2 separate regions of the Rattus norvegicus genome follow, and region 2 is linked to region 1. The links are chromatin contacts, called in public Hi-C maps. All regions are on one chromosome and are shown on one strand. The core of a region is the stretch at or near the end of the contact, and the rest is flanking DNA. Distances in the headings are between cores, read along the strand shown. Region 1 has its middle 430 kb from the start of Rnu12-2l. Region 2 has its middle 340 kb from the start of Psat1.

Region 1 (6,611 bases), core at 1,392-3,891:
AAATGGAATTTACACCTGGGTATTGGAAAAAAATACAGTCTTTCTGAAGCATTTGATTTACTTATAATAGAGCATAGAACACGGCCCCCTTGCCTACTCTGCTCCCGACCCTCCTATAGAAAAATGGTGGGCAAACTTCTGGAATTAAAAGTTGTGGTAGACCCTAATAGTATCAGTTGACTTTAGGTAGGCAGCCATTCCTCTACACATTCCCTAAGCCTAATGAGTACTGGTTGTGTGAGTAGCTGCCTGGATAATGAGTCCTTTCAGAGGTATCCATACTGTTTTTAGGTCTGGGCTCTACCAGACCTGGCTCTGCTTCCAGCAGTTGCTTTCTTGCTGTTCTCTCTGGCGCTTTGTGCTTTGGAATTTTGTTTCTATGTCCCTCTACTTGATGCTTTTCTCACAGGGCCTGGAAGCTGGAAGTTATGAAGACTCAGTAGGCAGATGGGGCCACAGCAGCCAGGGAGACAACAAGGGACTCTGGCTCTACGTGGACATTGACTCATTATGTGCAGTGGGTAGTTTGTATAGCTGGAGGGTAAAGGTTTGATAGCAAAGTCAACAGACCAGACATCATAACCTGGCTTTCCTGGGGCTCTGCCTACTTTAATGTATTTGCACAAAACAGCAATTTCTTAGTCTGTAATCTTAAATTGAAGGTTGATTTATTCTCTTTAAAATGTGTCAGATCTCATGAAAGAAAAGCTAGTCTGTGTGTGTGTGTGTGTGTGTGTGTGTGTGTGTGTGTGTGTGTGTGTGTGTGTGAGAGAGAGAGAGAGAGAGAGAGAGAGAGAGAGAGAGAGAGAGAGAGAGAGTGAGTGATAAGAGCTTGGGCTTGCCAGTATCCTGCATCCTTGTCACTCGCCATGACTCATACTAACTTCGCTCACTCCCTGCTTTCAGGTTACCTGCCTGGAAGGTGGATTAAAGCATTTGTGTTCACAGCCCAAAGTCTGGAAGAGGCAAGGGTAGATTAACAAGTGATCCTCAGGCAACAAAGAACACAGCAAAGCCACAGACATCAGTCAAATGGTGAAGGTTTGAATTCGCAGGCATATTTACAAACGGATCACAGTCTCCCATTAGTTAGGCAGTCTCCCTTCACCGGTGGATCTATAATAGATAAATAAATAGCAAGAATACATGTGATACATATTTAGATTGCACATTAGACTTTAAAATCTATGCCTAACCGAATGCATTAGCCTGTGTTTTCTGTTTATGTCTCCACAGTGCCATGGAAACACAGCCCAGCATCCTAATAGCCCTCTCTCAACAATAAATAAAGTCTTTGTCTCTTCGTGTTTCAATTTCTCTTTTATTATATGTGATTTACAATTTCAAAAAGTAAAGTGATCGGTGGCATTTTATTGTTGTTTTCCTCTCTGCCCCTTCCACTTTCCTGTCTTGAAAAGTATGTCTGTCCAATCCCACAAAATGCACCCCTGGCAGTAACTGAAGTCACACTAGCCCCGGCAGCAATCAGGGCAGGCGTCTCCCAGCTGGATTCATCTTTCCCCTTCATAAAATGCCATGATAATTAATTCTGTAATGAGGTTCCTTAAGCTTTTCAGCCTAGCCCAAAGAGCACTTAATATAGTTGTTTAAGGTTGAAAGTGGATATAAAACAGTCATAAAATCTGGTGGGTTTGCACCCCTCCATCAGTCTGACAGCAACAGCCAGCCCATTTCTGTGGCGACAGCGACAGCAGTGGCAGCCGTTAAGTGGCTCTGAGATGGCAGCAGCACGAGCTCGCCTCCCTGGCTCCACAGCCTGCAGAGCAGACCAGCCGCTGGCTGCCACTGGTGCCCTTACACGCGTGGGCAAGATGAAACATGAAGCCCAAAGTGCCTGGAGCACAGTCTCCCTGGGCAGCTCTCTGTTTTCTGGCACCTGCTGTCCTCTGCCATCAAGTAATTCAAGACTCCAAAAGGCAGATTCCTATCTGTTAAAAAAAAAAAAAAAGGTAAGCGAATTGGATTAGGTGGCTCAAACCTGCAACGGCCCCTAAACTCAGTTGGGACCTCATTCAGCAGAAGAAAACACAGGCAGCTTCCAGGTCAGGTGCTTCTCCCACAGACCTCCAGTGTAATTTCCTATAGAGACCTGTACTCACTGACTGCATCCTGGCTAGCACCACTGGACCACAGGCTTCATTGTCCAGCTGGCAGGATTTACTGCTTTGGAATGCTCCGGCAACATCCCAGCCACAGACATCCTGTGGTAAACCTCAGGGCCAGGATCTAGCAAGCAATGTCTATTGTCATTAGCACTGAAAAGCAGTCTATTGACCAGATTTCAAAGCATTCACAAAACAGATCCATCATAGCTTCTGCTCAAAGACAGACATTATTCATACAGAGGTTTCATATGCTAGACCTTAAGCCAGACAGCAACGTGTCCAGAGCAATGTCCTTCCTGGGTAATAATCAAATGTTATGGCCCTTGGTTTTCAAAAGTGCTATATAATAACCTGTCCATCTGAATTACATTTCCATATCTTTTATGAAATAATAAAAAGAAACATGACATTGTTAGGTGCTTACCTCATGCATTGGAGACGGTTAATATTAGCCCTGTGTCTCAGACATAGCAAAGTTTAAAGAGGCACATTACACATCCAAGGTCAGAACAATAGCAAGCAGCCAAACTGGGATGAAAACCAAGTCCTCTGACTCCAGAGGCCATGTGTCCTCCTCCCACATTGTGTGAGCACATGCTAGGAACTGCACATAGCACAAGGGTGTTTCTTTCAAATGAGGTTAAGTTTTGATCTTGTGGCCTAGTTTAACCCCCAAATGAAAAAAAATGCTCTGATGATGTTTTTCTCTGCTGCCTTCTGCTTTATCATGAAGAAGCAAAGGCAAGGTACCACTTCCATCCGTTTATTCACCTTGCCTTGGGAGAAAAGCTGTGTTGTGTCTCGTATTGTTCTTTTTCTTTTTCATTTTTTTGGGGGGAGTAAACAAATGACTTTATTGAGATTATGTACTTGAACAAAGGAGGGAGTTTGTTTTCATTTTTTTTACTCTTTTCTTTTATTGGATATTTTTATCCCTTTTCCCAGTTTCCCCTACAGAAACTGTCTATCCCATCCCCCCCTCCCTGCCTTTATGAGAATGCTCCCTCACCCACCCACCCATTGCCTCCCACCTCCCCGCCCTGACATTCCTCTACACTGGGGCATTGGGCCTTGATAGGACCAAGGGCCTCTCTTCCCACAGATGCCTAACAAGGCCATCCTCTGTTACACATGCAGCTGGAGCCATCGGTCCACCCTTGTGTACTCTTGGGATGGTGGTCTAGTCCCTGGGAACTCTGGGGGGGGGGTCTGATTGGTTGATATTGTTGTTCTTCCTATGGGGTTGCAAACCTCTTCAGCTTCTTCAGTCTTTTCTCTAACTCTTCCATTGCAGACCCTATTCTCAGTTCAATGGTTGGCTGTGAGCATCCACCTCTGTATTTGTCGGACTCTGACAGAGCCTTTCAGGAGACAGCTATATCAGGCTCATATCAGTATGCACTCCTTGGCATCTGCAATAGTGACTGGGTTTGGTAGCTGTATGTGGGATGGATCCCCAGGTGAGGCAGTCGCTGGATGGCCTTTCCTTCAGATTCTGCTCCACACTTTGTCTCCGTATTTTCTCCTGTATTTTTGTTCCCCCTTCTAAGAAGGACTGAAACATCCACACTTTGGTCTTCCTTCTTCTTGAGCTTCATGTGGTCTGTGAATTGTATCTTGGGTATTCTGAGCTTTAAGGCTAGTATCCACTTATCAGTGAGTGCATACCATGTGTGTTCTTTTGTGACTGGGTTACCTCACTCACGATGATATTTTCTATTCCATCCATTTGCCTAAGAATTTCATGAAGTCATTGTTTTTAATAGATGAGTAGTATTCTATTGTGTAAATGTACCACATTTTTAAATTTTATTTTTCTTGGATATTTTATGTATTTATATTTCAAATATTATCCCCCTTTCCTTCCCTCTCATATCTCTCCCCATTCCCTCTGCTTCTGTGAGGAAGCTCCCACTCCAACCCACCCACTCCCACCTCAATGCCCTGGCATTCCCCTACATTGGGGAAACAAACCTTCACAGGACTTCAAGGGCTTTTTCTCCTCTGGATGCTGGACAATGCCATCCTCTGCTACATATGCAGCTGGAGTCATGGGTCCCTCCATGTGTACTCATTGGTTGTAGTTCCTGGGAGCTCTGGTGGGGTCTGGTTGGTTGATATTGTTGTTCTTCCTATGGGTTTGCAAACCCCTTCAGCTCCTTCAGTCTTTTCTCTAACTCCCCCCTTGGGATCCCCTTGTTCAATCCAATGGCTAGCTGCAAGCATCCTCATCTGTATCAGTAGGGCTCTGGCAGAGCCTCTCAGGGGATACCCATACCTGGCTCCTGTCCACAAGTACTTTTTGGCATCAGCAGTAGTGACTAGTTCTGGTGGCTGCATATAGTTTCATTCATAGCACCTCTGCTCAATTTACCTCTCTTCTTTATGCTTTTCCTTTGCCTCCTGTTAACCTTACAAACCACTCAAAAATCTTTTACAGATTCAAAATATACAGTAAGGTAGTTGTCTAATTTATACTCAGAATTGGACTCTGAAAAAAATCCACATTCCACATGATCATGAACAATGTTATAGAGTTCTTAGGGGAAAGATAAGTGATGAGGTTGAACTCAGAACAAAAATTGGGCCGGTAAACCAAGGTACCTGCTGTCCAGTCTGATGGCCTGAGGTTAATCCCTGGGATACTCGTGGTAGAAGGAGAGAGCTGACACCTACCAGCTGTTCTTGAATATCCACACATGCGTGTGCGCGCGCACACACACACACACACACACACACACACACACACACACACACACAGAGAGAGAGAGAGAGAGAGAGAGAGAGAGACAGGCAGAGACAGAGACAGAGACAGATGGATGGATGGACAGACATGATTCACAGCAACAAATGATGATATGAAATAATAGTGAAGTTAATAAAAATCCAAGCACAGTTAACATGAAGAGTTAAATGAGGGCAACTTTGGAGTCTACGTGTGTCTGTGTTTAGTGGTTTCTTTTCTCATGTTACACCTTTGTCTTTCTTTTTCTTTTTTTTTTTTTTTATTAACTTGAGTATTTCTTATATACATTTCGAGTGTTATTCCCTTTCCCGGTTTCCGGGCAAACATCCCCCTCCCCCCTCCCCTTCCTTATGGGTGTTCCCCTCCCAACCCTCCCCCCATTGCCGCCCTCCCCCCATAGTCTAGTTCACTGGGGGTTCAGTCTTAGCAGGACCCAGGGCTTCCCCTTCCACTGGTGCTCTTACTAGGATATTCATTGCTACCTATGGGGTCAGAGTCCAGGGTCAGTCCATGTATAGTCTTTAGGTAGTGGCTTAGTCCCTGGAAGCTCTGGTTGCTTGACATTGTTGTACTTTTGGGGTCTCGAGACCCCTTCAAGCTCTTCCAGTTCTTTCTCTGATTCCTTCAACGGGGGACCTATTCTCAGTTCAGTGGTTTGCTGCTGGCATTCGCCTCTGTATTTGCTGTATTCTGGCTGTGTCTCTCAGGAGAGATCTACATCCGGCTCCTGTCGGTCTGCACTTCTTTGCTTCATCCATCTTGTCTAATTGGGTGGCTGTATATGTATGGGCCACATGTGGGGCAGGCTCTGAATGGGTGTTCCTTCAGTCTCTGTTTTAATCTTTGCCTCTCCCTTCCCAGCCAAGGGTATTCTTTTTCCTCATTTAAAGAAGGAGTGAAGCATTCACATTTTGATCATCCGTCTTGAGTTTCGTTTGTTCTAGGGATCTAGGGTAATTCAAGCATTTGGGCTAATAGCCACTTATCAATGAGTGCATACCATGTATGTCTTTCTGTGATTGGGTTAGCTCACTCAGGATGATATTTTCCAGTTCCAACCATTTGCCTATGAATTTCATAAACTCGTTGTTTTTGATAGCTGAGTAATATTCCATTGTGTAGATGTACCACATTTTCTGTATCCATTCCTCTGTTGAAGGGCATCTGGGTTCTTTCCATTTTCTGGCTATTATAAATAAGGCTGCGATGAACATAGTGGAGCACGTGTCTCTTTTATATGTTGAGGCATCTTTTGGGTATATGCCCAAGAGAGGTATAGCTGGATCCTCAGGCAGTTCAATGTCCAATTTTCTGAGGAACCTCCAGACTGATTTCCAGAATGGTTTTACCAGTCTGCAATCCCACCAACAATGGAGGAGTGTTCCTCTTTCTCCACATCCTCGCCAGCATCTGCTGTCACCTGAGTTTTTGATCTTAGCCAATCGCACTGGTGTGAGGTGAAATCTCAGGGTTGTTTTGATTTGCATTTCCCTTATGACTAAAGATGTTGAACATTTCTTTAGGTGTTTCTCAGCCATTCGGCATTCCTCAGCTGTGAATTCTTTGTTTAGCTCTGAACCCCATTTTTTAATAGGGTTATTTGTTTCCCTGCGGTCTAACTTCTTGAGTTCTTTGTATATTTTGGATATAAGGCCTCTATCTGTTGTAGGATTGGTAAAGATCTTTTCCCAATCTGTTGGTTGCCGTTTTGTCCTAACCACAGTGTCCTTTGCCTTACA
Region 2 (6,759 bases), core at 2,012-4,511, 170 kb after region 1:
AATTTCCATATTTGAGCTGTTATGCCATAACACTGATTAATTGTTCAAGGTCCAATGTACCCTCCATATCCTGTGTTACAGGGAGGTTACAGCTCCCCACATGGACTCATTAGATCTGCCTTCAAGCAGAGAAGTCCTAAATTCTCCTCAGTAACAGGCAGTGACCTCTTGGTTTCTTGGGGAAATCACAGGTTTCTTTACCTGCAGCCCTACTGGAAAGCACCAAGTCCCTTAAGATGTGCTACACACTAACCCATCTGGGCAGAAGAACTCCCACTATAGTTAAAGTATGCCTTTTTCACAAGTTGATGGGCCAGATTTTATTATCCAAGTTGTTCTTCATGATTTCTAATTTACTTATTTCTTGTGTCTGTTATTATTAGCCAATTTAATTGAGCCAACAAGTGTATATCTAGTAGCCACTGTAAGTTATATACTGTTCAGGGGACAAAGCAGTAAAAATACTAATAAAATATACTCCATGAAGCTGTTTTTTAATTGCATTTTAAAATGTATTTGAGGAGTACGAGTATGCCACAGTAAGTGTGTGTGCATCAGAGGACAAGTTACAGGAATGGTTCTGTCCTTCCACTGTGTGGATCTCAGGGATCAAAACAGGGTTACCAGTCTTGACAGTGAGCGCCTTTATCCACTGAGCCTCATGAAGCTAGCTTAATTTACATTGTCATATTCCCCAAAACATTTTGATCCATTCTCTCTACACTCCTGTACTTGGCCCCCAATCAGGCCCCTGTCCTCAACAAAACAGGAATAGTTCTTGTCCTATCCAATAATAAATGCATTTGAAGCCATCTGAGCCTCAGTGTTTTGACTATTAAGGGAGTTAAAGAGTGGGCAGCATGAGAAAACATGATATGATTTCATAAGTAAAGTTATTTAAGATCTGGGAGTATACAATTCTCTTTTAGAATTTTTTAATTTTTGTACATGTATGCACATGTGTGTGCCTGTTTTTGTCTTGATAGATATTCAGGCAGTTCCCATGAAGGTCAATGGAGAGTGTCCAATCCCCTGAAACAGGAGTCACAGGCAGTTCTAAACCATCCCCTATGGGTCCTAGGAACCTGACCTGGGTAGTCTGGAAGACTAGTGTGTGTTCTTAACCAGTAGCCATCTCTCTATCCTAGGACTGTGCAGTTCTTGAAGGGAGTGTCCTGTGATGTAGAGGGCCCTGCCTCATAGCTAGTAATATTTTACAGAGTCACAAAGAAAAGTTTTCAAGGACTCTGTGATGTGAATCTTGGCATTCGTTCTCTTTTCTGAGATCATTCACCATAGCTCCTTTTAATTCTGGGAGTCCCTTTCTTCTAAGCTTACCTAGCAACATTCTCTATTTCACACAAACTCAAAACAAAACACTTAGGGCTATCTCACCCTCTCTGAGCTCACTTGGATAATCCAGATAAACCTTTATGCGTTACTTTACCATCCTTCTAGCTAAAAAGTCCCTCTGTCAAAGACATAAAGCATAACATAGTCTCAGATGCAAGAATTAGGATGCAGCATATAGGAGAGACTTTTGCTCTGCTGACCGAAGACACGGGAGGCTAAGGAGTGAAGAAATTCCATCTCCGATTTGCAGGAAAGGAAGAGGGACTAACATTCAGAGCTCCAAACCATCCAGGGTTGAGTGAAGACTCAGTATTATAATCCTGCACTGCCATTGTCAGTAGAGCTGTCCTTTAAAACTCTCTGTTGAAAGGAAAATTATTAAAGCAATTGTCTTCCTGAGTTTGTCTTAAAATTCTGTAAGTTCTAGACAATTCCCTGGTGGTCAAGGATATGTCTAAAGTAATTCACCGGGTACCTAAAAAGTGTTCTTGGTTTGCAGAAGAAAAAAAATGCTCACTTAATGCAGTGAGCACACACACACACAAACACACACACGCCCCTTTTGTTTGGGGTGGGGTGAGACAGGATTTTATACAGCATGAGACTGACTCTGAAATCACCCAGTAGCCAAGGCTGGCCTTGAAATCCTCATCGTCTTTCCTCTACTCCCTGGGTGCCTGGGTATTAGAATTACATGTGTGCCACGGTGCCCAGGATTTACTTTCTAGAGCGGTTTTAGGTTCACAGCAAAAATGGAGTGAAGTGGCAGAGGGCTCCCATATGCTTTTGCATGAGCATGGTGACCCGCCATCTCCCCACTGGTGTGTATGTTAACAACTGTCAGCCTCGGTGGAGGACGTATCTTCACCCTGAGCTCAAATCGCAAGAGGGCTTACTTCTGCTGCTCTACATTTTACAACTCCCAATCCATCCTGTGAATGAGTGACTTAATAATGAAGCTTCCTTAATAATGGATGATATCCCATGGCTGTATCGTGAATTGAAGATAAGCCAAGAAATGACCCATTAGAACTGCCCTGGAGACCAGAGCTCCTCTTTCGCTGCTACAGAAAATGGCAGCAACCCCCTCCATTGTGTCTTCCATGAAAGAGACCACCCTCAGCTAGCTATGGCGTCCCACACCCACCCTTTGTTTCTAAAGAATGTCAGTGTCTTTTCCTGACATCTGGACCTTTAACATGCAAACCCTTCTTTCTGTCACCAGCTGCCAAGCAAACTTTCTAAAACAGACTTTCAACACTCTCCATCAGGAGTTGCACTGACCAGGGTAATGAGTGGTCCGAAGCTGGGACTGACGGCCCTCCCACGGTGCAGTAATTAGGGATGATTTCACCAGATCTTGCCTCTCAGCCTCTTGACAGCAAACAATACCAAGAAGGCCAAGGTTCACGATGCAACTTAAAGTTCGCAGGCAAAGGAGCCAGGTCTGGCAAGGAATGGAGAGGAAAATTAAAGAAGTCAATCATGAGTCTAATTTAAGGTAGGTAAGGGGTGACGCCCAGCACCAGGGACAGTAGAAACCAAAGGCATTCAAGTTGGTGTTTGAAGCAGGAGGCCAGAAATGTTATAGGCAAGGCGAAGCCACTCCCCCTTGCCTTGAAGCAGAAAAGCAAAGCTTCGCCACTTCCCAAGGCTCCTCTCCTCTGGTACATCTGGGCCGCAGGGACCCGGGCAGCTTTCTGTACATGAAATATGGACTCCTGTCAGAGCCCAGCCCTGCAGGGCCGCACTTGGCCCCTCACAGCCTGCTGCCAATCTGCTGCTTGTCTGTCATTGTTTGGAGAACAAGCACTTTCTTTTTCCCTGATGATTTTGGCACCCTCGCAAGGCTCTGCCCAAAAAGGCCCTGAACAATGGGACCTGATTGTTTTTGAACTGAGCCCATTGGGAAGCCCTGGCTGTGCCAAGGAGGACTGATGGAGTTCAGCTGCCGTTACAGTCCATCAGCAACCAAGGGCTACGGCTGCCTGGCCTCCTGTTGGAGCTGCTGAAGGGAAGGAAATACAGGAAAAGAGGAGGGGCCAGGCCAGTGGCAGCCCCCAACATGTAAGTCTTAACCCAGGAGGGAAGAAATGCCCCACCAGCTCGGAAGGCTCCAAGATGGCTTCTGCCCTCTGCCCCTTCCCCATGCCTTTATAATCGGCTGTTCAAAGTGGTGAAAGGCCTAATTGCCCTGAGCAATGTGGTCAATCTTCCTGGAGATTTAGCTGCCCACTTTCATCTGACAGCCTGGGAGGGAACTCAGCATTTCCCTTCAGGCAATCTATATGGTCGAGCAGTTCACTGCGGAAAGTGGCGCCTTATCGATTTCTGCCATAGCTTCCATGGCTGACTCAAGGATCAGAGGCTCTGACAATGACTAACAAGTTTAAACCATTAGTCCCATTTGTAACTACTCAGCAAAAGGCTTGTCAGTCACCGCGTACCATATACTGCAGCTTTTAGCAGATTTCTAACCCCATTCATTCTGCCACAATGACCCCTGTAGTTAATGGGGGTTATCGGAAAACTATTTTTCCCCTTCAAAAGCTGTGCCTTTTTTCTTCGTCCTCCTCTTCTTCTTTTAGCAACATAAAAGCCATTTCGGTTGTGATGTTTCAAAACAGTGATGCAGGCCATGATTGATTCCTCTCTTAGGAGAAAACCTGCATCCTGGTGCACGGGACACCGTGTGTGCTCCACAAGACTCCAGTCAGGTGGCAGGAAACAGGAAACGATGCCTCATCAACAGAGTCCCCGCCTAGCAGCCTAGCATCTAGGCTAGGCTTATCTGAACACCTCTCCTGGACTACTAGAGACCTCTGTCACTGTAGGAACTTTCTCTTTCCATGTTAAAACCATGCCATAGAATAGCATAGAATAAAGCCCTGTCCCCGATGTGAGGTCCCCGCAGGTCAGTATCCCCCAAGTACAAGTGAGAGAAGCATAACATTTAAGCCCACCTTGGACCTACTGAACTAGATGCTGGCCAAATCCTTGGGTAGTTCCTGAAAATCCGAGAATCTCTGGTTTAAAACGTCGATGCCTTTTAATATTGTTTATACTAAACATAGAAACATTTAACATTTCCACTATATAAGATAAAAGATAAATTTTTGTGTGCAAGAGTTCCATGATTATCTGAAAAGTTCTCAAAATGTTTTTCAACCTCAAATCCACAATACCTGGCCTCTGTTGCATATAAAAATGAAGTGCAGTTGAACAGGTACATTTGCAAAAACGAATGAGGGAATGAATGAGAAATTCGAAGAGAAAGGTGATATATGTATGGAGCCGGGACTGATAGGAAAACAATAATACAAAATACATCCTTCCATTCATTTTTAAAATCGCCTTAGCGAAATTCTTACACCTCCAGTCTGATCCTGCCGGAAAGAGCATTCACTGGCAAAACAGTACATTCTCTGGGGCTTCTCCTAGAACAAGCTCCACGCTGCACATTGTAGATACGACCTCCTCCCCTCTCCATTTCGATTGCTGGTTTTCTCTGTCTTCACCACCATCCAGGTTCTCCTGTTTGGTTCCATTGATCACCAAGCTTCCCATCCTGAAACCCTCGGCACAGCCCACTGAGACCAAAGATCCCTAAGCAACTTACACTAAAAGGAAACTGACTGCGTTAATATGCGAAAGACTATTCCTTGCCGGTCAGGAAACCCATGCTGCCTAAAGGCCAAATCAGTTCTGCTGCTGTTGCCAAATTAATTTGAGAAACGAGAGGTTACCTTTCTATTAGATGTTCCTGGAGGAGTTAACACACCTGCTTCCTGTCTGCCACTTCCCAGTAAATATTTTTAATAACAGGCCACCCTACCTCACAGTCAACCATAGGTTAGATTAGACATAGGTCAGATGATAAGAGAAGCCTTACCTCCATTTCATGTCAGAATCTACAAGTCTAAATTTAAATTTAGGGCAAATTTGATAGGAAAGCAAGAGACTGCAGCATCTCCCATCTTTACTTCGCGGATGTCTTTTCCTTGCCACAGACAGGGCAATAAATAACATCACCCAAAGCCAGTGACTGCCTTTGCACGCGGTTACTTCAGGAAGCTTTCTCTCTGGACTGCCATGTTGTGACTATTTAATTGCCGGGGAAACATAGACATCTGATGACTTGTTTGCACCCTTGCAGCAATCTTTTGACATTTTGTATATTAGAGAAACAGTCTGTTGCATATGTTGCTAGTGGGGGTAGGCAGGAAATTACTTGAGTCGGAGGCAGACGCTGACTCTATGTAAAAGACTGTGCATCAGACCGGGCCAGTGTGGACATGTAGACACAGTGACCCAGAAACTGAGGAGGCAAAGGATTTCATGGTATCCGAATTCTCAGCCTTAGTTTGTGAAAACCTAAAGGAATTATTCATCAATTTTCCTCACATGGGCTGAAAAGAGTCAGGGTCTCCTCTCCTTCAACCCACCCTCCACGAGTTTTAATATATAATTGGAGAGCATGTAAAAATAAATGGGAATGTCACTCTGCTGGTAACAAAAGACCTAACTCACAACGGCTTGAGCGCCATCTTGTGGTTGCAGGTGAGTATGGCACTCTATGACAGCCTGCTTGGCTTGCTGGCGTACCATTGCAAAATCTGTTCCTGTCTCCTCGTCTCTGGCTTTTGGTAATGTTAATAAGGGGCTGTGCAAGGTTATCAATTCAGATATCAGTATACTACCTCAAAATATTTTGTGACTGCATACATTAACTTATAATTAAACATCATACACTAATGTAAATGTATCTGTGTAGGCAAATTTGATCAGTAGTCTTTCATAATGTTTTAATAGCAAAGTACAAAAGGAAACTTATACGGTAGGAAACTATATGAGCCAGGTTTATATTCTAAGCCATCTCAGCACATTTTCAAAATCAACACTTCCCCACGAGGGGAAATATGAACTATTCACTGATTCTCCAAATGAAATCCATTTTCTCTGTCTTATACAAACCCATAAGAAGAGGAAGAAAGTCCTCTCCCCCAGCATCAGCTTCCTTCTGTGTCCCACGGTCATGTGGACTTTGATCAATATATAAACTGATAAGCTAAAGGACTTTCATCGGTGGAGCCCAGGCATGGCAGTCTATACCCTGGTTTTTGTTGTTTTGTTTTGTTTTGTTTTAAGACTGTCAATTTGGCTTTCAGAAAATCAATTCACTATTTTAAAACTATGCAATCTTTTAGCAAATTTCCAATTATAGATGTCATTTAGCCACCATGGCACCATAAGGAAAAAAACATAGTGAAAATCGAATCAGAGGCAGCACACAAATTATCAACTCAAAACTCAGACTTCAGAGATGTACTAGGTGACCTCAGTAAGTCTGGTGAATTCTCTGTCTTGCTTGGAACATTAACATGGTGCTCATGGATCCTGGTATCA

Evidence for each region. A called contact is a pair of places that touch in the nucleus more often than the background predicts.
Region 2: a contact with region 1 is called in a Hi-C map of Schwann cells, with 3 times the contacts expected there. The contact joins two enhancer-like sites. A contact is called at or near these places in 2 of 12 Hi-C or Micro-C datasets (Schwann cells and mammary epithelial cells).

What each region holds. Positions count from the first base shown.
Region 1 is chr1:222,139,745-222,146,355 of GRCr8, forward strand. No RefSeq gene overlaps it. Among named protein-coding and RNA genes, the nearest start is that of Rnu12-2l, 430 kb to the left of the region's middle. Within about 2 kb of position 2,642, at least 5 of the 93 cell types and tissues checked have an H3K27ac peak or open chromatin away from gene starts, as enhancers often do. A contact at or near this core is called in Schwann cells, where this site is marked.
Region 2 is chr1:222,304,915-222,311,673 of GRCr8, forward strand. No RefSeq gene overlaps it. Among named protein-coding and RNA genes, the nearest start is that of Psat1, 340 kb to the right of the region's middle. Within about 2 kb of position 3,262, at least 17 of the 93 cell types and tissues checked have an H3K27ac peak or open chromatin away from gene starts, as enhancers often do. A contact at or near this core is called in Schwann cells, where this site is marked.